Linked DNA regions of Mus musculus: regions 1 and 3 are each linked to region 2. Evidence: chromatin contacts called from public Hi-C and promoter capture Hi-C data. All regions are on one chromosome and are shown on one strand. Each heading gives the region's core, a stretch centred on a gene start, on an enhancer-like site or on the middle of the called end of the contact. The rest is flanking DNA. Distances are from core to core; before and after follow the strand shown. Region 1 holds the start of 5031425F14Rik (RIKEN cDNA 5031425F14 gene). Region 2 has its middle 12 kb from the start of Gm11468. Region 3 overlaps Ncoa3 (nuclear receptor coactivator 3).

What was found. Hi-C and Micro-C count contacts between places; a contact is called where the count stands out from the background. Capture Hi-C pulls out chosen DNA fragments and counts their contacts.
Region 1: a Hi-C map of bone marrow-derived macrophages shows a contact between it and region 2, with 34 read pairs. The contact joins the promoter of 5031425F14Rik here to the enhancer-like site in region 2. A contact is called at or near these places in 4 of 484 Hi-C or Micro-C datasets (bone marrow-derived macrophages, brain, cerebral cortex and 1 more), 4 of 115 datasets of contacts at active chromatin or transcription factors (SST interneurons, embryonic stem cells and neural progenitor cells) and 2 of 9 other capture datasets (embryonic stem cells and embryonic tail).
Region 3: a contact with region 2 is called in a promoter capture Hi-C map of adipose tissue. The contact joins two enhancer-like sites. A contact is called at or near these places in 4 of 484 Hi-C or Micro-C datasets (bone marrow-derived macrophages, cortical neurons, embryonic stem cells and 1 more), 1 of 115 datasets of contacts at active chromatin or transcription factors (embryonic stem cells) and 3 of 9 other capture datasets (adipose tissue, embryonic stem cells and liver).

The regions. Positions count from the first base shown.
Region 1 is chr2:166,446,147-166,449,419 of GRCm38.p6, reverse strand. It overlaps 5031425F14Rik (RIKEN cDNA 5031425F14 gene), which reads right to left and starts at 1,969. Exons shown (of 3, transcript NR_015558.3): 1 at 773-1,969.
Region 2 is chr2:166,260,217-166,263,787 of GRCm38.p6, reverse strand. No RefSeq gene overlaps it. Among named protein-coding and RNA genes, the nearest start is that of Gm11468, 12 kb to the left of the region's middle. Within about 2 kb of position 1,742, at least 42 of the 459 cell types and tissues checked have an H3K27ac peak or open chromatin away from gene starts, as enhancers often do. A contact at or near this core is called in adipose tissue, bone marrow-derived macrophages, brain and 2 more, where this site is marked.
Region 3 is chr2:166,071,230-166,074,681 of GRCm38.p6, reverse strand. It overlaps Ncoa3 (nuclear receptor coactivator 3), which reads right to left. Exons shown (of 23, transcript NM_008679.3): 23 at 1,440-3,452. Sulf2 (sulfatase 2) reads left to right here. Exons shown (of 21, transcript NM_028072.5): 21 at 1-783. Among named protein-coding and RNA genes, the nearest start is that of Gm52534, 47 kb to the left of the region's middle. Within about 2 kb of position 1,436, at least 25 of the 459 cell types and tissues checked have an H3K27ac peak or open chromatin away from gene starts, as enhancers often do. A contact at or near this core is called in adipose tissue, where this site is marked.

The DNA.
Region 1 (3,273 bases), core at 720-3,219, 190 kb before region 2:
GTATCCACAGGGAGTCAGTCTGAAGGCTTGAATAATGATTTAGTAACTTAAAGGTCACACTCGGAGGGGTTTTCTGGCTTATAAAAAATAACTGTCACTCATGAGCTTGGCACATCCAGGGAGCACAGGGCACATGGCGGCATCCAGGGAACACAGGCAATATGACATCTGAGAACACAGGACACATGACAGTATCCCAGGACACATGGCGGCATGCAGGGAGCACAGGGCACATGGCAGCCTTTGGCTAGGCATACCTCTCATCTTCCAGAGCGTCTTCTCACACCTCAGCAGATGCTCATCTGCTTCCACTGCCCGGGAGGAGCTCACCGTAAAGGACAGGAAACAGGAAACTGTCCCTCAGCTAAGGGACACTCGGCCACGCCTGCCCCAGGATATTGTTCCTGCCCCTCCAGCTCCAGGGTCGTGTTCACCCTCTTGAACTGACTCCTACCACCTGCCCACCTGATCCGCTGCATCCCACGAGCAGGCAGGGGAAGGGGAGTGAGGGCAGCCAGCGTGTGGGACACCAGGAAGTGACGACACGGTGTCACAGTCACCACTGCTGCTGTCGTGACAACTCATGGCAGTGTCTGAAAGGGAGTCCCTGTCACTGTGGGGTGTGGGTTACCAACTTCTCACGTCCTCATCAGTGAGCCATGGAAAGGCTTAGTGATAACCGAGCTGTTGCTTTTCTTCTTTGGTCTGTTGGTATCTCCAACCCCGTTATGCCTGTGACGGCCCACTTGGAAATGGAGGCAGACAAACTTACCACCATCTCTCTAACCAAGCAGAGTGCCCAGCAACCGAAGCAGGCGTTCTGAAAACCCCACTTCCCACCTCTGCCAGTGCAGAGGTCGCTGTGAAGGTCAGTGATGACTCGGCCCCTAATCCTGAGTCCTAGTCCCTTCCTGCCCTGCTGACCGACTGGAGGCCATCTCATGGCTCATGATTCCTCACGAACCCAATCCCAGTGCCAGAGTCAGAGCTTCACAGGCTCATGGCCTCTGTGTGCCAGAACAGATTCAGCTTGGAAGCAGGCCAGTTGCTTACAGCTCCAAAATGGCTTGGCAAAGCGTCTGAGACACGGCCTGTGGTCTGTGCTGGGTGAAAACTCGCCCACATTTGTTAGCGATTAACTGATCTGCAGATGGAGCTCAGTACACCTCCGTGACCCACAGATAAACCAGCTCACTCCTAACAAGAGAGGCAGCTCGGGACTGTTCCAGCTCGGGGCTGTTCCAGCTCGGGGTCTCTCCAGCACAAGGCTGCTCCAGCTCAGGGTCCCTCCAGCACAGGGCTGCTCCAGCTCAGGGTCCCTCCAGCACAGGGCTGCTCCAGCTCAGGGTCCCTCCAGCACAGGGCTGCTCCAGCTCAGGGTCCCTCCAGCATAGGGCTGTTCCAGCTCAGAGTCTCTCCAGCTCAGGGCTGCTCCAATTCAGAGTCTCTCCAGCTCAGGGCTGCTCCAGCTCAGGGTCCCAGCACAGGGCTGCTCCAGCTCAGGGTCCCTCCAGCACAGGGCTGCTCCAGCTCAGGGTCCCTCCAGCACAGGGCTGCTCCAGCTCAGGGTCCCTCCAGCACAGGGCTGCTCCAGCTCAGGGTCCCTCCAGCACAGGGCTGCTCCAGCTCAGGGTCCCTCCAGCACAGGGCTGCTCCAGCTCAGGGTCCCTCCAGCACAGGGCTGCTCCAGCTCAGGGTCCCTCCAGCACAGGGCTGCTCCAGCTCAGGGTCCCTCCAGCACAGGGCTGCTCCAGCTCAGGGTCCCTCCAGCATAGGGCTGCTCCAGCTCAGGGCTGCTCCAGTTCAGAGTCTCTCCAGCTCAGGGCTGCTCCAGCTCAGAGTTATTGGGAGGAAATATCACCAGAGAAAGAAAGGAGCCTAGAGCGTGAAAGCAGGGTGTGAGGCAAGTCCCAGGAAGTTCTGGGGAGGCCAATGGTCATGTGTTGCTTCTGGAGTCTGTGGCTCTCCTGTAGCCCTCTTCTTGTGGGAAAGATGGGGAAGGAGAGGAAGTGAAGGGGGTTCTGGAAGTTGGGGGGTCTTTCAAACCTTAGGCAGCAGTGGGTGTGTGCTTAAGCTCAGGGCAAATAAATATGGATGAGAAGTAGACATAAGGTTGAATTTCACTCTTCAGATGAAGTGCATCTGGACTCTTGTGGGCAAAGAACCCAAAGATTAAAGCTGCCAGGCCAGCCACAGGCCATGACCACCTAGTTTAACAAGGGCAAAGGGTGGCAGTCACAGGTAGTTACACATCTGAGTGACATTCACGGAAGATACACCTTAAGGGACCAAGGCTTCCTCTGGGTTCACATGGTGACAAAGCGCCCTTTCTCATGGTGGGAAAGGCATTCATGGCAGAGTCCCCTGTGACTCCCCACTGTGGCTGCCGGAATCTCCCACTGCTTGCTTAGATCCTAGAGCACTGGTTTTCAATCTATGGGTTGTGACCCCTTTGGGACTCACATATCAGATCCTGTGTATCAGATACATACGTTATGATTCACGAGAGCAACAAATTACAGTTATGAAGTAGCAACAAATAATTTTGTGGTTGGAGGTCACCACAACATGAGGAAGTGTATCAAAGGGTCACTGTATTAGGAAGTTTGAGAACCACTGGCCTAGAGGCTCAGGAAACAGCCAGGACTGCTATACCAGGGGTGGGGCTAAGAAAGGCCCAGCCACAAGTGACTCACTTCCTCCAACTAGACCCTATATATAGAAGGATTCTAAAATCCCCCAAACAGAGCTGCTGACAGGACACTAGGTGGTCAAGCCCAGGAACCCAAGGGGACGGTTCACACTATCAGGTGGAACTTAATCTGGATCCTTATAGCAAAGGAAGGGTGGTGGATTAGACACACAGGGTAGCTCACACAACCCAGGAGTTGCCAGTGTAATCTCACCAAGCAGAAACGTTGAATTTTGTTGACTAAGGTTTTTTAAAAACCTACCACTGACCATGTGGCCCACATGAAGGGGCAGCAGAGAGATTTATCATGGTACTGTTTACTTCACTGGGAAAGTGGAAGTCACAGGGACAGAAAACACACCACTGCTATACAGCTCCAACACCAGACATCCCAGGGGTCTCCAAGAAGGACACTTCTTATTCATCTCCTCTCTGAGCCCTGGATGGGCTGGTTAGAACAAAGAACAAATAAGAAAAGAGCAGGCTGGGTCAGGCTGCAGGAACAAACAGGGGCTTCCACAGGAAGAGGGTCTCTCCCTGTCCCCACTCTGGGACATGGATGGAGAGTGGCTTTCTTCCTG
Region 2 (3,571 bases), core at 493-2,992:
TCAGAGTGATAAATCACATAACCGAGGCGACATATAGAAGAGGAGTATTGTTGGGGTGTCCAGTTCCAGAGAGAGACAGTCTATGATGCTGGAACAAAGAAATGTTGGCAGGGTCAGGAAGCTAGGGGCTTACACCCTGGACCATAAGCACAAAGCATCAAGAGTGAATTAGAAGTGGCAAGTCTTTAAGCTCCCTAGGACCACCTCAAGTGACACACTTCCTCCAAGAAGGCCATACCACCTAAGCCTCCCCAATCAGCAGCATCCACCAGGGACCAAGCCTTCAAATGCCTGAGGCAGCAGGGGACAACTCCTTCAAGTCACCACAGCACTCTACCCAGTGCAGAGCACGTTTAGGTGAGGGCCCTACCTGACATTCCTTGGGAGCCTTGGTGGACAAGCTTCCGAGAGGGATTCCGACTCACTCGGGGTCTGGGGGGGGGGGGATGGCTCAGTGGTTAGAGCACTTGGTGCTTCTATAGAGGACCCAGACTCGGTTCCCAGCACCCACAGCAGGTGGCTCACCACTGCTTATAACTTCCGTTCCACGGGATCTGATGTCCCATTCTGGCTTCCACAGGCACCTGCATGCAAACTCATGAATGCACATATGCACAAAAATAAAAAATAAAGTAAGACTTATTCTAGAGTCCAAAGAAAATGTTCTTCTCTTTCCTTCCCCGCCACTCCACTGTGTGTGTGTGCGTGCGTGTGCGTGTGCGTGTGTGTGTGTGTGTGTGTGTGTGTGTGTGTGGTGGGATGTGGGGGTCCTTAGGGTAAAGAAAGAAACAAATGAGGAACGTTACTGTTTACAGTGGAGGACATGGGTACCAACAGCCAATTTGTTTCAAATTCAAAAGTGTCTGGAACAACAACAAAATCCTACCAGACCCTGTACCCAGGGCATCTAAATTCCCTGACATCTCCCTCTGAAACTTGTTATCCGGGGCCTGAGGGTGGTGTTCGGGAGTCACTGGTACCCAATATAGAACTTCTAAATGTGACCTTTCTCGTCCACATGGGCATGCCGTTTATGTGGTCCTGTTTTCAAGAGTTTCACTGTAATTCCACTGCCTGGTGGGGTGGTTAGTGGGTGATACTCTGCCAGTTCTCACACTCCTTGCCTGGAAAAGAGGATGAATGAACTCGGAGTCCATGAGAAGAGGTGACTCCACTCACCCCACCCCTGCAAATTCTCCCATCTTGGTTCCAAGCTTGGTTCTGTAAGTCCCAAAGGCTGAATTCCCCTTGGTACCCAGGGACATCAGCAGTCACAGCCGCCACTCTGGAAGCCCCTGGGAGGCAGGCGAGTGGGTATACTTTGCACTCAGGGGTCCTTACTCTTCCTTTGTCACCTCTTAACTAAGGACAGAACTCGTGTGAGTGTCAGCAAGTGCTCTCCCACTTGGGTACGAGCCATATTTCCAAGCCTCTTTAGCTTTTCCTTTTGAGGCAGGGTCTAAATTCCCCAGGAACTTGGCCTTGCACCTGACCTGTGGTCCTGACTGTCCTGAGTTTGAGGTGTGCCACCTCAGCCTCTGAGAAGGCTCAGGGGGTTCAAGTCTGTTGCACCACACCCAGCTAACTTGGGGCTGCTTCCTCGAATCCTCGACTTCTGGTGGCTCATGCTGCCTTTGCATCCTTGGGGGTATCCAGTGACATCTTAACACACCCATGTCAGCCTGTGCTTCGGAGGAAGGTCGATGTGGATCCTCAGAGGATGTGCTGGGGTGAAAGCTGAGCGCTGACTTCCCTCCCTCATCCACAGCTGTTTCCTGTCACGGGTCACAGCCCTTGGAGGCCACTGCTGAATGCCCAAATGTCTTTTTCTAATGACCCTGCAAGTTTCCTGAGAGGCTGCTCTGTGGGTGACAGTCAAAGGGGCACTGTCAGATTCTCTGAGGGCTGTAGACGGTCTCCATCCTGTCCCCACACACTTGTAGTTAACAGATAGAACTTTCAGTTGTGAGGACACCCACAGTCCCTGCCCGAGTTTGGCACTGGGTACCTTCCCCAGCATGGCTCCATTTATCTGTGAGGCCTGTCCCTGGAGGGAGTCACATCCAAGGTGGCTGACTGCTTGGCCCTTCCTCTTTGTTCCCTCCCTGAAGTTTATGCTGCCTCATCCAATCTCAGAGCCTCTGCCAGAATCTGTAATGAACATATATTTCCACACAGACTTTTTAAATTGGTCCAATCTTCTGGGATCCCAGTGTCCACATTATAGACATCACGGGGTTCCAAACCGAGCCCAGAGTTTAAAAGAGAGCTGAGCCTCATTCTCTCAGATGCTTGAGAGAAACACTTCTCCTGGCCAGCAGCGTAGGGTACCGGGAATGCTTTAATAGTTGCTTTATCAGCTCCTCTGTCAGGAAGCCTCTTGGCCGATGAAACATTAAGCCGTTTGAAAAGTATTTTTTTTAACTTCTTTGTGTGAAGCCCTCTTAGATGTGAGAAAGAGTGGGATTCAGCTCAAGCAAATGAAGCAACTCTCCGAGAGTCCCCATCCTTGCCAACAATTTTGCTGCAGTCTGAACGGTGCCAGTATGACACAGGGCCCACTGCTGCAGGCGTCAAGTAGGGCATTTACTAATTCAGAACTCTAAGACTTTGGTAGAGTGCTTGCCTAACAGGCATGGAGCTGTGGGTTCAGCCCAAAGCACTCACTAAACCAGACATGGCGGTCTATACTCCAGCTCTCAGGAAGCAGGAGCAACAGGGGCAGGAGTTCAAAGCCATCTTCACCACATAGGAAGCTGAAAGCCGCAGTTTCCCAGGCCATGACATTGATACCTGCTTCCTTATACATGAAAGTGTGTGTAAGGTGCTGCTGAGAGCGGTGCCCAGAGATGAAAGCAGGGGTCCCTGTTACTGTTGGGGGGCTCACTGAGAACTGTGTTGTGATCTACAGCTGTCAATCACATCTTGGTCTATGAGGCCCTGCTGGCCCTAAGCCCTTAGCGTTACATCCAAATATACGGCCAAGCTCAGAATCTCGTGGGCAGCAGAGGCTTCCAAGGTGGGAGATGCACATTGTATGGAGCTGTCCCCACAGTGTGGGGGACACTCAGTGGAGAAGAGGTTCACTGTGTCATTGTGAACCTCCCCCCAGGTGGCTCCTGTCAGTCCCCTGGGAGGGGTTCATGCACTGAGATGTCGCAATAAGTAGCCATAAAAACTTAGCTAAATGTTTAAATGCAGGCAACTTACTATTGCAATGTCTTAACGACTGGATTTGGCATAGTAGCCTTCAATGAGGCACGATGGTTCCCTCCCATTTGGGTTGTCACAGGGGATGGAATGGATAGAGACAGGGAACGTAGGGCGTGCTGAACCTCAGATGTCAGAGGTGCAGAGGTTAGGATCCTGGGGTGGGCTAGGCCACACAGGTGATACACTTTAAGTGGAGAGGGGAGTGTTGGATCATCCAAAGCTACACTCGGAAGTCACAGGAACAAGATGTATTTATTGTGCTACTAGATCGATATATGTAGAGCTTTCCGAGGGTGGGGGCCACAGCCCCTGGGAGGATGAGGAGAGAAGAGGGTGTGGCTTGGCTGGAGTGGGTGTG
Region 3 (3,452 bases), core at 187-2,686, 190 kb after region 2:
TGACAGAAGGCAGGGCCTGCTCTTGGGACAGGAAATCCTGGAGGACAGCGCCTGGACTTTCCGATGCTCAGTTTCTTTGCCCTGCTTTGCTCTGGATCAAACCTCACTGGCTGCTCTGGGATGCGTGCTCACACCTGGAGTCTCTGCTCACCCTTTCAGAGGCTCACAAAGACAAAGGAACTAATTTCCATGGACACTTCCTCCAGAGATGGAAATTGCTGGGATTCGCCCACTCCTCCCCTGCACCCCTCCCCCAGTCATCTAGGGAAGCAAGCTTGTTTTAACCTTCTTACTCTTTGGAGAAAGCACGGACATCCCAGGTGCTGTCAACCTCACAGTCTTGACAAAGTCTATAGCACAAAACAGTACCATTCACCAGGCTGGTTGACCTGGCTGGCTCAGAAGCTGCCTTCACCACATACATGACCGCTCACACGTAACCAACACAGGGAATTGTAGGGGAATCTCACTAATATGAAATCCCGCTTTTCAAGAGTCGCGGTGTCAATAAACGCTGTGGCTAGGATCAAGGATAATCCCTTGAGCTTTCAGACATTTATTCCTGCCCGGGATTCGTTCCTTTGTTATCCATCCCAGAACTGATGTTTTTCTAAGGTACCGAAACCCCAAGTTGATGTGTGTCCTGTGTTTTAATGACATTGTATTTGTAAAGTTTTGTAGTATAAGTACCATCTTACAGTGTTCCTGCCCCCAGCCAATGTCTAGCTATTGGTATGAAAAAAAAAATCTTTGAATTTTTGTAAAAGGCTATCTTGGGACTTTTTTGCTCTTTATTATTATCATTTTTTTCTTGAAGCACTCAAGATGTTGTCGACCTTCAGCTGAGGGTTGGAGAAGCAGAGGGTAATACATTAATAGTAAACCTCTCCGATTCAAGGGACCTCATAGGTAAGTCTCACCAGCTTTGGGGCATCGATCTGTGAAGCAAAGCATCCAACTGCACCAACCCTTTGTTCATCCAGGTAGGGTAACCTGGTCAATATGGCTGCCAGAAAGCAGCTGTCAGAGCTTCGGAGGTGGGGGTGGAAATGTCAGCCCAACCCGACTCAGCAGAGGGGGCTCACATTTCTCTAAACCAGCAGTTTTCAAGCTGGGGCTCCAACGACCCTTTCACAGGGGTCCCTAAGGCCATCAGAGAGCACATTTAAATGTTACAGTTCACAACAGTAACGAAGTCACAGCTAAGAAGTAGCAACAGTAGCAGACCGGTGGCTGGGGAGCCCCACAGTATGAGGAACATAATTAAAGGGTTGCAGCAATAGGGATGCTGGAGAACCACTGGTCTAAACTATCCCACAGTTTTCCAGGCTCCCAGGAGAACGAACTGTTCCGACCTCGCAGACACAGTGTCCTCCTCACTCCTTATCCCGCTTTCACCCCTGCCCTGGGTGTGGAGAGAGGAAAAGCATGCGGAGGCGGAGGCTTAAATAGAAACCTTTATTTACAAGAGCATCCAGACAGTCGGCAAGGCATCCAAAGCTCACCCAACTGAGTCACCGAATGGTTTCCATTCCTTGCGGTGTAAAGAATGACACCATCTTAAGTGACACTTATATAAATGTGATTAACCCCAAATGTGTTCTCAGTGGTGTCGGTCAGTTCCTGAGAATTTACTGCTCTTGGAGTGACATTTCCGTCTTCTTCAGAACTCCTTATTTTCAAAAGAAGAGAAAAAGGGAGGAGGCAAGAGAAAAACAAAACACCGCCCTGTTTTTAATCGCCTGCACTGGAGGTAAACACACCTGTTGCTTCATGGCAGGGCCAGATTCGAGCTCACCTAGAGGTCTGCTCCTGGTAACACTCTACTGCAGATAGAAAGGGACTGGACTGGCGTGTTGTAAACTGGAAACTCTCTGCACAGTCCAGCTGCACCTACCCCTGAATCAAGCCAATTATGTGCCCTAGTACCCACTGCCTCTGGCCCCGACCCACCTCAGCATCTAATGCTGATGAACCGGGTAGGCCTGTTAATGACAGGGGCACAGTTTAGAGAGAAAGCGTTCTGATACCAACAGCAACAGTACAGCTTCATTTATTTTTGAAGAAACATGTTGCCTTAATATCATTTGGATCTTCATAAAATACATTTTTATTTATATATCTTTGGATTCAGCAAAAAAAAAAAAAAAAAAAAAAAAAAGGTAGGTACTGGAAATGTCCCCACATCATAAAAGCAGATGAAAAGAATACTTTTATACCATTTGCCCCAAGGACACCTAGGTTTAAAGAGGGGCCAGGGAGGAGTGGAGGCGAGGTAGGCAAGAAGAGTACAAAGAGAATGACCCAAAAAAGATTTAAGGACAATTCAGGTAAAAACAACAAATTATCTGAGAGGCTATTAAAAGGAAATCCGAATTTTGAACTGGCACCAATAAAAATCAGTAAGTAGAAAATATAAAAACATAATAAACTTCATTTGTCTCCCCATATAAAAAGGGGGTACCAACCAGTTGGCCTGGAGCTGGGGTGCTGAGGGCAGAATCAAGGTCTCTCCAAGTTAAGGGAAGAGCACCACTGTGGCCTACACCTAAGCATGGCGGGCTCACCGCGCCCAGCCAGATCGGGTGTCAGCGGCAAAACACAGCACACAATGGAAACGAGGACAGTGAGCTGATCATGACCAAAGCACGTTGAGAAGCCAAGTCCATCCACAGGTGCTTCTGGAAATGTGAGCTTCACTCACAGAGAGTTCAGAGAATGAAGCTGTGCTCCCTTGGGGGGGGGGGGGGCGGGGGGAGGTGGTTGGGGGTGGAGGACAACTGGCTAAACGTGTGACTCTTAAACATTGACTGGATCTCGGACAATGACACCAGGGCTGGTGGAGAAACAAAGCTACAGATGGTTTACTAACCTAATGCCATCTAACTGTTTGAACCTAAGGACCCAAATAAAGGCATTACACTTGGTTTCCCTACTTCACACTGACGAGGACAGGTGCCAAGAGGAGGCAGAGAGGTGGCAGGAGGGGCTGGCATGTGCCAAGGTGTCACTCTCACTCAGTGGCACTGGCAGGCCTGGTTCTGAGCTCAGCACCCTGATGCGGAGAGGTAGTAAGAGACCCTATGAGCTGAACCAGAGGAGAACTGGGCAGACACCAGACCACACACAGCAAGGGCCCGGGGCCTTTGACCTAAATGTGGGGCTCAGGTCCTAGTAACAGACATCGATCCTAAAATGATGAGTGGGCTACAGTTTTCCAAAATTATTATCATTTAATTTATGGACTGCTTAAAAAACACAAGATTCTTTTTAAAATCAATTTGCTTCGGTTTTGTTTTTAGACTCTTGGCGGTTTTCTGTTTTCGTTTAAAGCTCATTTCCCCATATCTATTCTTTCCCCACAAATTAACAAAGTGCGTAGTTCTCTGGTAAAGAAAATTTTTAAAAAATTTAAATGCCTACATCTAAACAAATGATCCCTTTAAAAAGCC